Regions from separate parts of the Callithrix jacchus genome. Here region 2 is linked to region 1. Evidence: chromatin contacts called from public Hi-C data. All regions are on one chromosome and are shown on one strand. The core of a region is the stretch at or near the end of the contact, and the rest is flanking DNA. Distances in the headings are between cores, read along the strand shown. Region 1 has its middle 29 kb from the start of TRIM29. Region 2 overlaps OAF (out at first homolog).

Evidence for each region. Hi-C and Micro-C count contacts between places; a contact is called where the count stands out from the background.
Region 2: a contact with region 1 is called in a Hi-C map of skeletal muscle, with 14 times the contacts expected there. The contact joins two enhancer-like sites. A contact is called at or near these places in 3 of 3 Hi-C or Micro-C datasets (induced pluripotent stem cells and skeletal muscle).

Annotation. Positions count from the first base shown.
Region 1 is chr10:19,814,121-19,818,034 of calJac240_pri, forward strand. It overlaps the pseudogene LOC128929057. Among named protein-coding and RNA genes, the nearest start is that of TRIM29, 29 kb to the left of the region's middle. Within about 2 kb of position 1,866, at least 4 of the 16 cell types and tissues checked have an H3K27ac peak or open chromatin away from gene starts, as enhancers often do.
Region 2 is chr10:19,868,662-19,872,569 of calJac240_pri, forward strand. OAF (out at first homolog) reads left to right here. Exons shown (of 4, transcript XM_002807279.6): 4 at 1,226-2,300. The coding sequence ends at 1,491. Among named protein-coding and RNA genes, the nearest start is that of POU2F3, 11 kb to the right of the region's middle. Within about 2 kb of position 1,945, at least 3 of the 16 cell types and tissues checked have an H3K27ac peak or open chromatin away from gene starts, as enhancers often do.

The DNA of each region.
Region 1 (3,914 bases), core at 616-3,115:
CAATAGCGCGATCTCGGCTCACCGCAACCTCCGCCTCCTGGGTTCAGGCAATTCTCCTGCCTCAGCCTCCCGAGTAGCTGGGATTATAGGCACGCGCCACCATGCCCAGCTAATTTTTTGTATTTTGAGTAGAGACGGGGTTTCATCATGTTGACCAGGATGGTCTCGATCTCTTGACCTCGTGATCCACCCGCCTCAGCCTCCCAAAGTGCTGGGATTACAGGCTTGAGCCACCGCGCCCGGCCAAAGACGGAATGTTTCTATGAGATCCAGCAGTTCTAGGAGAGCCCTACAGCGAACAGGGACACTTCCCGCACCAGGAGGCATGTTCTGTTGGAGGACAGGGGACTTCATGGGGTCTCCCTGAGAACTTCCGGTGACACTTTACAAGGATGGAGGAACCATCATTTGTTCTGAATCCAAGCCCACTGAGGAGCCTGGAGACCTAGTCAGCATCCCAGAGAAGCACCATGTTTGGCAGACCCGCATATTGGAGACCCTTTCCATTCATCACAGTCACAGCTAACACGCTTGGTGCGGGCACCGTTCTAGCACATGTCTGCCAAGTATTTGTAAGGGTGTCTCACAACAGCTCTGCGAGAACCTTTCAAACTGCGCTGACGTTATGGTTTCTTCTTCAGTCTCCTGGAAGTTTATCATGAGTCAGTTCCTCGAAGACAGACTGCCTCTGATTCTACAGACAGAAGCAAGCTTCGAGGTCTGAAAGCAGTGAACGGACTACAGATTGCGGTGACCCCAGCCCCCACATACACACGCTCGGGGCTGCTCCCTTTAGAGGGCCTGACGTGGAGTCCAGCCAGGCACCCGACTGGCGTCTCTACATTGGCTGTGGACATAGTGGTGGTGGTGATGGTCACAGCTTACCCATGATGTGGCAGATCTGGTGAGAGCCTCAGGCTGGGAACACCTGGGGTGGGGAAGGGACCTCCGAGAAGGAAGACGGTCTTCGGTCCATCAAGTGATGACCTGAGGAGGCTTCCGGGAGTCAGGAGGGGCTGGACCAGCGCCCGAGTCCCACATATATGTGTAACGCACTGGAGTTTGCACTTGCGTGACCCTGTCACCATCACCTCCTGGACTTCTCAGCAGTCTCCCCACTGCTCTCCGTAGAGTAACTCCAGCTCACCCCAAGTCACCCTCTACCCAGCAGCCAGAGGGATCTTTCCGAACATAAATTCCCTCTTCCATCATCACACCCTGCCCAACCTCAGTCCCTTCAGGAGAGAGACCCAGGCCTTGAGACGGTCGACGGTCCAAACCCTCCAAAGTCTGGCCCGGTCGCGGCACCCTGGGACCCCAGCGCATAGAGAGCGCTTAGGTCGTGAACGACTCAGCCGAGCGGCACCGGCGCACCTGGGAAGCGCACCGAGGGAGCCAGCTCCAGCTGACGCGCTGCATGAGCGGAGTCGTCCTTCTCTCCACCGCGAATGCCCGCAGGATGCGAGCGAAAGACCCGCCAAAGGGACGCCGAGGGGGCGCAGTTGGGGCGCGGAGGTGGGGGCGTGAGGCGCGGAACGGGCACGGGGTGGGGGCGGTGAGGCCAGGAGGGTGCGCGGAGGTGGGGGCGTGAGGCGCGGAGGAGGCGCAGTTGGGGCGCGGAGGTGGGGGCATGAGGCGCGGAGGGGGTGGCTTGAGGCGCGGAGGGGGCGCAGTCGAGGCGCGGGACGGGCACGGGGTGGGGGCGGTGAGGCGAGGAGGGTGCGCGGAGGTGGGGGCCTGAGGCGCGGGGCGAGAGCGCGCCCCAGTGTGGCCAGGCGGAGAGGCGCGGCCGCCCGGGCAGTGGGGGCGGTGGGAAGCGCGCGGCCCCCGCGCTCTCAGCGTTCCCTGGCCTGCCCCGGCTAGCTCGGCTTTGATGGCTGCTTCCGCTCCCCATAAAGGCGTGTTTCACGGCCAACGCTGGCCCGGGCTTTACGTCCACCCTCGGGCTCCCTTTGAGCGGCAGAGGGCCGCGGTGAAATCCCCGTCCGACCGGGCCGTTCTGGCTCTAGAGGGAGGCCCAGGGAGCGTGTGCCGGCGGCGTGCTCGGTGCCGGGCTCCGTGCCGAGCCCTGTTCGTTGCTAATCCCGGTTTCTGGCCCTGGGTCCGTTTCCCTGGCCCTGGCCCTGGCCCCGGCCACTTCCCCTCTTTGCGCGTCGGCACCGTGTTTATTAGTTCATTTCCCATCCCCACACCAAGCACTGCCTGGCACAGAGCGGGCACTCGGCAAAGACTTGCGGGATGAGCAGACGAGCACATCTAATGCTCGCAGGCGCCCTCTGCGGTGGGCGCTTACTACTTCCTCGGGAGGGATCTGGGATCCGCGAGGGGCCCCTGCCCAGAACCGTGCAGCCTGTGGAAGGCAGCGGGCGCCGGGATGCCGACTGGATCGGATGAGCTTCTCGGGAGATTCCCAGAGCTTGGTGAACAGAGAGTCTGCCCTGACGGTCAGGCCTAGCCCCACCGTCAATAGCAGCCCTAGGCGGAAGGGCTAGGAGAGGCGGAGGGGCCGCCCTGTGGAAGTGGCGTCCGCAGTGCCGAGCTCCTGTGCCTGGGAGGACGCGGGCGCTGGGCGACCCGCAGGCAGAGCTCCCTCGCTTTCTCACAGCTCGGCTCGCGGGAAACCACGCTGCCCCCTCGGCACAGTGAAGACAGGCAATGGCTGCTCCTAACAGAGGCCTGGCTGGGGAAGGGGCGCTGACACCCCGGAACCCCCTGGGCCCTCTGGAGGATGGAGCGTGGGGGGGGGGGGGCGGGGAGCTCTGTCTTGACCACACAGATGCAACCCATTCTTGGCACACCGGCGTACCTTGCCCGCAGATAGCGCTCTGCTCTCGTGGAGAGGTCACAACTTCCAGCCAACCCTCTGACCAAGGCTCTCTGCCTCTCCCAAGGAGCCCCCAGCACACTGGGTTTCCTCACCACCTGCCTCCATCTCCCTAAGCCCTAACTACTCATCGGAACCTGGAGCTCCCTTCCCTGCCCCAACTGTCCCTCTGTGGACCCCATTACACTACTTTCTGTCTAGCCCAACTGCCCTATCCTTTATGCAGGCTGTCAGGGGCAATGGTGGTGAGCATGGGTTATGGAGTCAGATCGCCTGGGTTCAAATCCTGGCTCCGCCATCTTCTGAGTGTGCGACCTTGGGCCAGTTCCTTTATTTCTCTGACTCAGTTTTCTCATCTGTAAAATTGAAGGAATGGTGGCATCCATCTCATAGGGTGGCTGTGAGGGTTAGAGGGCACACTGCTACAGGCACAGTGAACGTCAGCTCTTGTTGCCAGCCTCCCCCGACGCACAGCACGCGCAGCTTAGTAACTTTACCCTCACCCAACACGTAACGCTAACTTGTCCCTCCTAATGACCTGTCCCTCATTTGGCTTGTCCACGAACTGTGGTTCCTCAATCTCACCACAGGGTGTCTCCACGCCACTGCTCACCAGCCACCCGAGGCCCGGGCTACTGGCTGAGGCCCTCCTGCTCCTGGGGGTCCTGTTTGCGCCTGTCTTGTCTTCAGTGGGGACAGGCTCTGACTCCTCTGGGAAGCTGAGGGCTGTCACTGACCTGCACCCCCTGCCTTGTTGGGGTCAGCGGAGTGGCTTGGAACAAAAGTGCCGCTTTCCACGTGGCGTCCTCTCTGCCTATCCATAGTTGCCCCACACTGTTGTCAGGAGTCTCAGCCAGCGCCTCAGTTCATGATATTCACGGCGACATAGCTGTGGGGAGATCCCACGCCCTCCCATGCGGGGGCATTGACCTGCCTGGAGAGAGGGGCTCTTGCCACCCGCGCGGGGCCCCTCCCCAGCCTGGCTTGGTAACTGTGGACATCTGTGCTGCTTCCTCTTCTCCGCAGCCCATGCTGCCGTGAGTGTTCCCCTGTGAGGGTCATTAGAAGGGGGTTAATTACCTCCTTTTGG
Region 2 (3,908 bases), core at 695-3,194, 55 kb after region 1:
CCTTCCACTGCCACCTCTTGGAAATCAGCTTCGGGCTTCCCAGTGCCAGCATCTCTCCCACAAGATCCTTGGGAGCACCTCTCCCCTCTGCATGGTCCCTGCCTTCCTGACTCCTGTGACTTCCCAGCTGGTCCCTCTCTGGGTACCTTTCCCAGGACTGCCCTCAGGTCCTCTGTGTGGAGGGGAGAGGGAAATGGCGCCACTCCAACTCCAGGCACCTGTGCCTTCTGCCATGAGCACTGGAGAAATGCCTGCTGCTCCTCCCAGGGCAGGCCCAGATTTAGAAATGCCCAACGGAGCTGTGGTCTTGCCCTCCACACACACACATCCTGCACCCCAGACTATGGCACAGGCTCGACATAAGCAACCCCAGAAGCTGGCCCCTCCCACATAGCCCCTGAGCCAAACCTGGCCGGTCCCTTCCATTTCCCTCAGCACCCCTCATATGCGCTTTCCTGTTTACCCCAAGCCCTGGCCACCCTGACCTGCCCCTCTGTGGGTGTGCTTTGCTAGCCCTTCCCTGCCTGGCCCTACTCAGATGTCACCTTTCTTAAGAAGCCTTCCCAGCCTGGCCAACATAGCAAAACCCCCGTCTCTAGCAAAAATACCAAAAAATTAGCTGGGCATGGTGGTGCATGCCTGTAGTCCCAGGTAGGAGAATTGTTTGAACTCAGGAGGTGGAGGTTGCAGTGAGCCAAGATCACACCACTGCACTCCAACCTGGACAACAGAGCAGGACTCTGTCATGAAAAAAAAAAACCTTCCTTGACTTCCAATCCTGTCTCCCCACACCTCTACCTTAGCACACTCCAGTATGGCGCTTTTTAAAATCATCAGGTGGCAGTGTGGCTAAGTGGAGGCCTTGAAACCTTGGCCAGATCATTCAACTTCTCTGGGTCAGTGTTCTCATCAGTAAAATAGGGATGACAGTACTTAGCCCATGGGTGATAGAAAGAGGTACTGTAAGCAGAGCCCCTGGCACTCGGTTGATGCTGTGCCGTGGAGGAGGGCTATTGCCATTTAATCTGTTTCTCCCATGAGCCCAGAAAGGAGGAGCCTAGTGCCCAGGTCTTATCTCTGCATCCCACGGCAAGCTTGGAAATGGAGGTGTCAGTCAATGCCTATTAGATGATGGAGAAGACCAAGTGGGGAAAGGCAGCGGCCCCTGGCTGGGGGAGCTCCCTCCCTCCCTCCGTCCCTCCCTGATCCTTGCCTCTCTCCCCAGGTGTGGACAGTTCTGTGTTCGAGGCTCTGTCCAAGGCCCCAGAGCAGGCGGAGCTGCCTCGCTGCAGGCAGATGGGGGACCGAGGGAAGCCCTGCACCTGCCGCTATGGCCTGAGCCTGGCCTGGTACCCCTGCATGCTCAAGTACTGCCACAGCCGCGAGCGGCCCACGCCCTACAAGTGTGGCATCCGCAGCTGCCAGAAGAGCTACAGCTTCGACTTCTACGTGCCCCAGAGGCAGCTGTGTCTCTGGGATGAGGACCCCTAGCCAGGCTGGGGTGGGGGGATCCTGGGGGGCTCCTCTGGGCCCACTGCTCTTCACCAGCCGCCAGAGGGGGTGGCAGCCCCCACCTGAGGCCTTATTTCCCTTCCTTCCCACTCCCCTGGCCCTGGAGCCTGGGCCCCTCTGGCCCCACCTCGCATGACTGTGAAAGGGGTGTGGCATGGCAGGGGGTCTCATGAAGGTACCCCCACTCCCACCCTGTGCCTTCCTTGCGGGCAGAGGGGGAGAGGGCTCCCCAGACCTACACCCCTCCCTCCTGCGTCTCCCCTGAAGTGTTCACTTGTAAGCCGCCAAAATGTGATGGCCTGTGGTTCTTCTGTTGAACTCTTTAAAGGTTTAGACCCTAAAAGGAGTCTATCCCTGGACACCCACCTCCCCAGACACAACTCCCCTCCCCATGCACACAACTGGAAGGACCTGGCCCCTCAGTCTCTTCCTACGCCCCAAGAAGGGGCTCGCTACCCCCAAGGAAGGAGCTGTTGGGGACCCATGACACAGCCCCTGTTATCAATAATAGCACGTTCTCATTTCTGGCCCCGAGGCCGCGTGTAGGGCAAGTGGAGGCCTCCCGCCACTGAGACAGACCTCAGACCACGAGTGCCTTTCCCAGACCTGGACTTTGCCTCCAGAGCAGGCACCAGCTCTTTCCCTCTCTACACAGAAATATTTTTGTAAGGTTCTGGGGCAGTGAGGGAGCATGAAGTACGAGGAAAACTTGAATTCCAGATTTTTAATGCAAAGTATTTATCATTTGTACCAGAAATAAACGTTTTAAGTTTTTACTTGACTGACAAGACGGAGTTTGGAGAAAACTTTTGGCCAATGCTGCCACCTGGTGTCAGAAGTGTCCCTACACCCTATCCGTGGCCTATCTCGGAACCATGATTTCTAAAGCACCTCCTCTGTGCTCAATCATTTGGGGAAGGAAGGAGGAGAAGGCAGATGTTACTGGGGAAGGATGAGAGAAAACTTCTGCACCCAAGACAGACAGCTGCAACCTTAGTAAGCCAGTCAGTAATAGCCAGCACGAAGGCAAGAGATGGGATGGAGATTGGAACCCTACTTCAGATCCGGACTCAGCTACTTACCTGCTGTGCAGCCATAGGTCAAGTTGCTTGACGACTCTGTGCTTCCACTCCATCGGCTATAAAATGAGCTAACTGGCCGAGCACAGTGGCTCACACCTGTAATCCCAAAACTTTGGGCGGCTGAGGTGGGTGGATCACGATGTCAGGAGTTCAAGACCAGCTGGGCCAACATAGTGAAACCCCGTCTCTACTGAAAATACAAAAATTAGCCTCTTATGGTGGCGTGCGTCTGTAGTCCTAGTTACTTGGGAGGCTGAGGCAGGAGAATCGCTTGAACCCGGGAGGCAGAGATTGAAGTGAGCCAAGATCGCGCCATTGCACTCCAGCCTGGGCAGCAGATCAAGACTTCATCTCAAAAAAAAAAAAAAAAAAAAAAAACTGAGCTTGCTTAAGAGATAGAAGTGAATTCTTGCATGTCAAGCGTCTAGCACACAGTGCTCACTGTTAGCCGTGCTTAGTATCATTGCGGTTAGTGAAGAAAAACAGGCATTCCTGCATCTCTAAGCTTGAGGCAATGAAATCGGACGTCTGGAAGGCTTCTCACTTCCAAAGTATCTTTCAATATGAAGAGGCTGTAATAGGAAGTGCCAGGCAGGATGCTGGGTGGTTCTAGAACGGGGGATGTGCAGGCTGCATGTATTGGGAAAGGCTATCTGGAAGAGTTGGGGTGTGGGTTGAGGCTGGGAGATGGTAATGATTTGGCAAGGTAGAGGCATGAGTGTCTTAGGGGCTGGGAGAGTCTCGTGAGTTCCCCAGGGGACCCATCTTTCTTAGGGAGGAGACGGGGAGAGTCAGATCCTTCCTCCAAGGCCTTGGAGAGGGAAGGGGTTGGCAGAGTGGTCCACTTTACTCTGCTCCCAGAACTCACAGAACAGGCTGCAGCTGCCCCTCAAACTCATGCAGGCCAGAGGGTTGGGGGAGCTGGGCTTGCTAGGCCTTGGTGGAGCTGAAGGTAGTGGGGTGATAGCCTTTTCAGGTGGGCATGCCTCCCTTCTAAACCTGTTTTCAAGCGCCAGATCAGCCTTGCTGGGGCGTGGGGATGGAGCTGTCCCATCAGCCACCCCGCCGCCTAGGTCTTTTTCTCTTTCCCTTTCTGCCAAGGCCTCCATCCCAAGCCCCAGCCACTGCTGCAGGTGGGCGAGGGCACTTGGAGAAGCACCTGCTACCCACCTTGTGTGCCTTTTTTTGATGCAAGGAGAGTCCCCAAATCAGTATACCTTTCTATCTTCCCTTCTGACTCCCAAGTCACCAAAAGTAATGCTTTTTTAAAAAGCAATGTTTTCAAGACTTGGAGTGTTTGTCCAACCTTCCTGG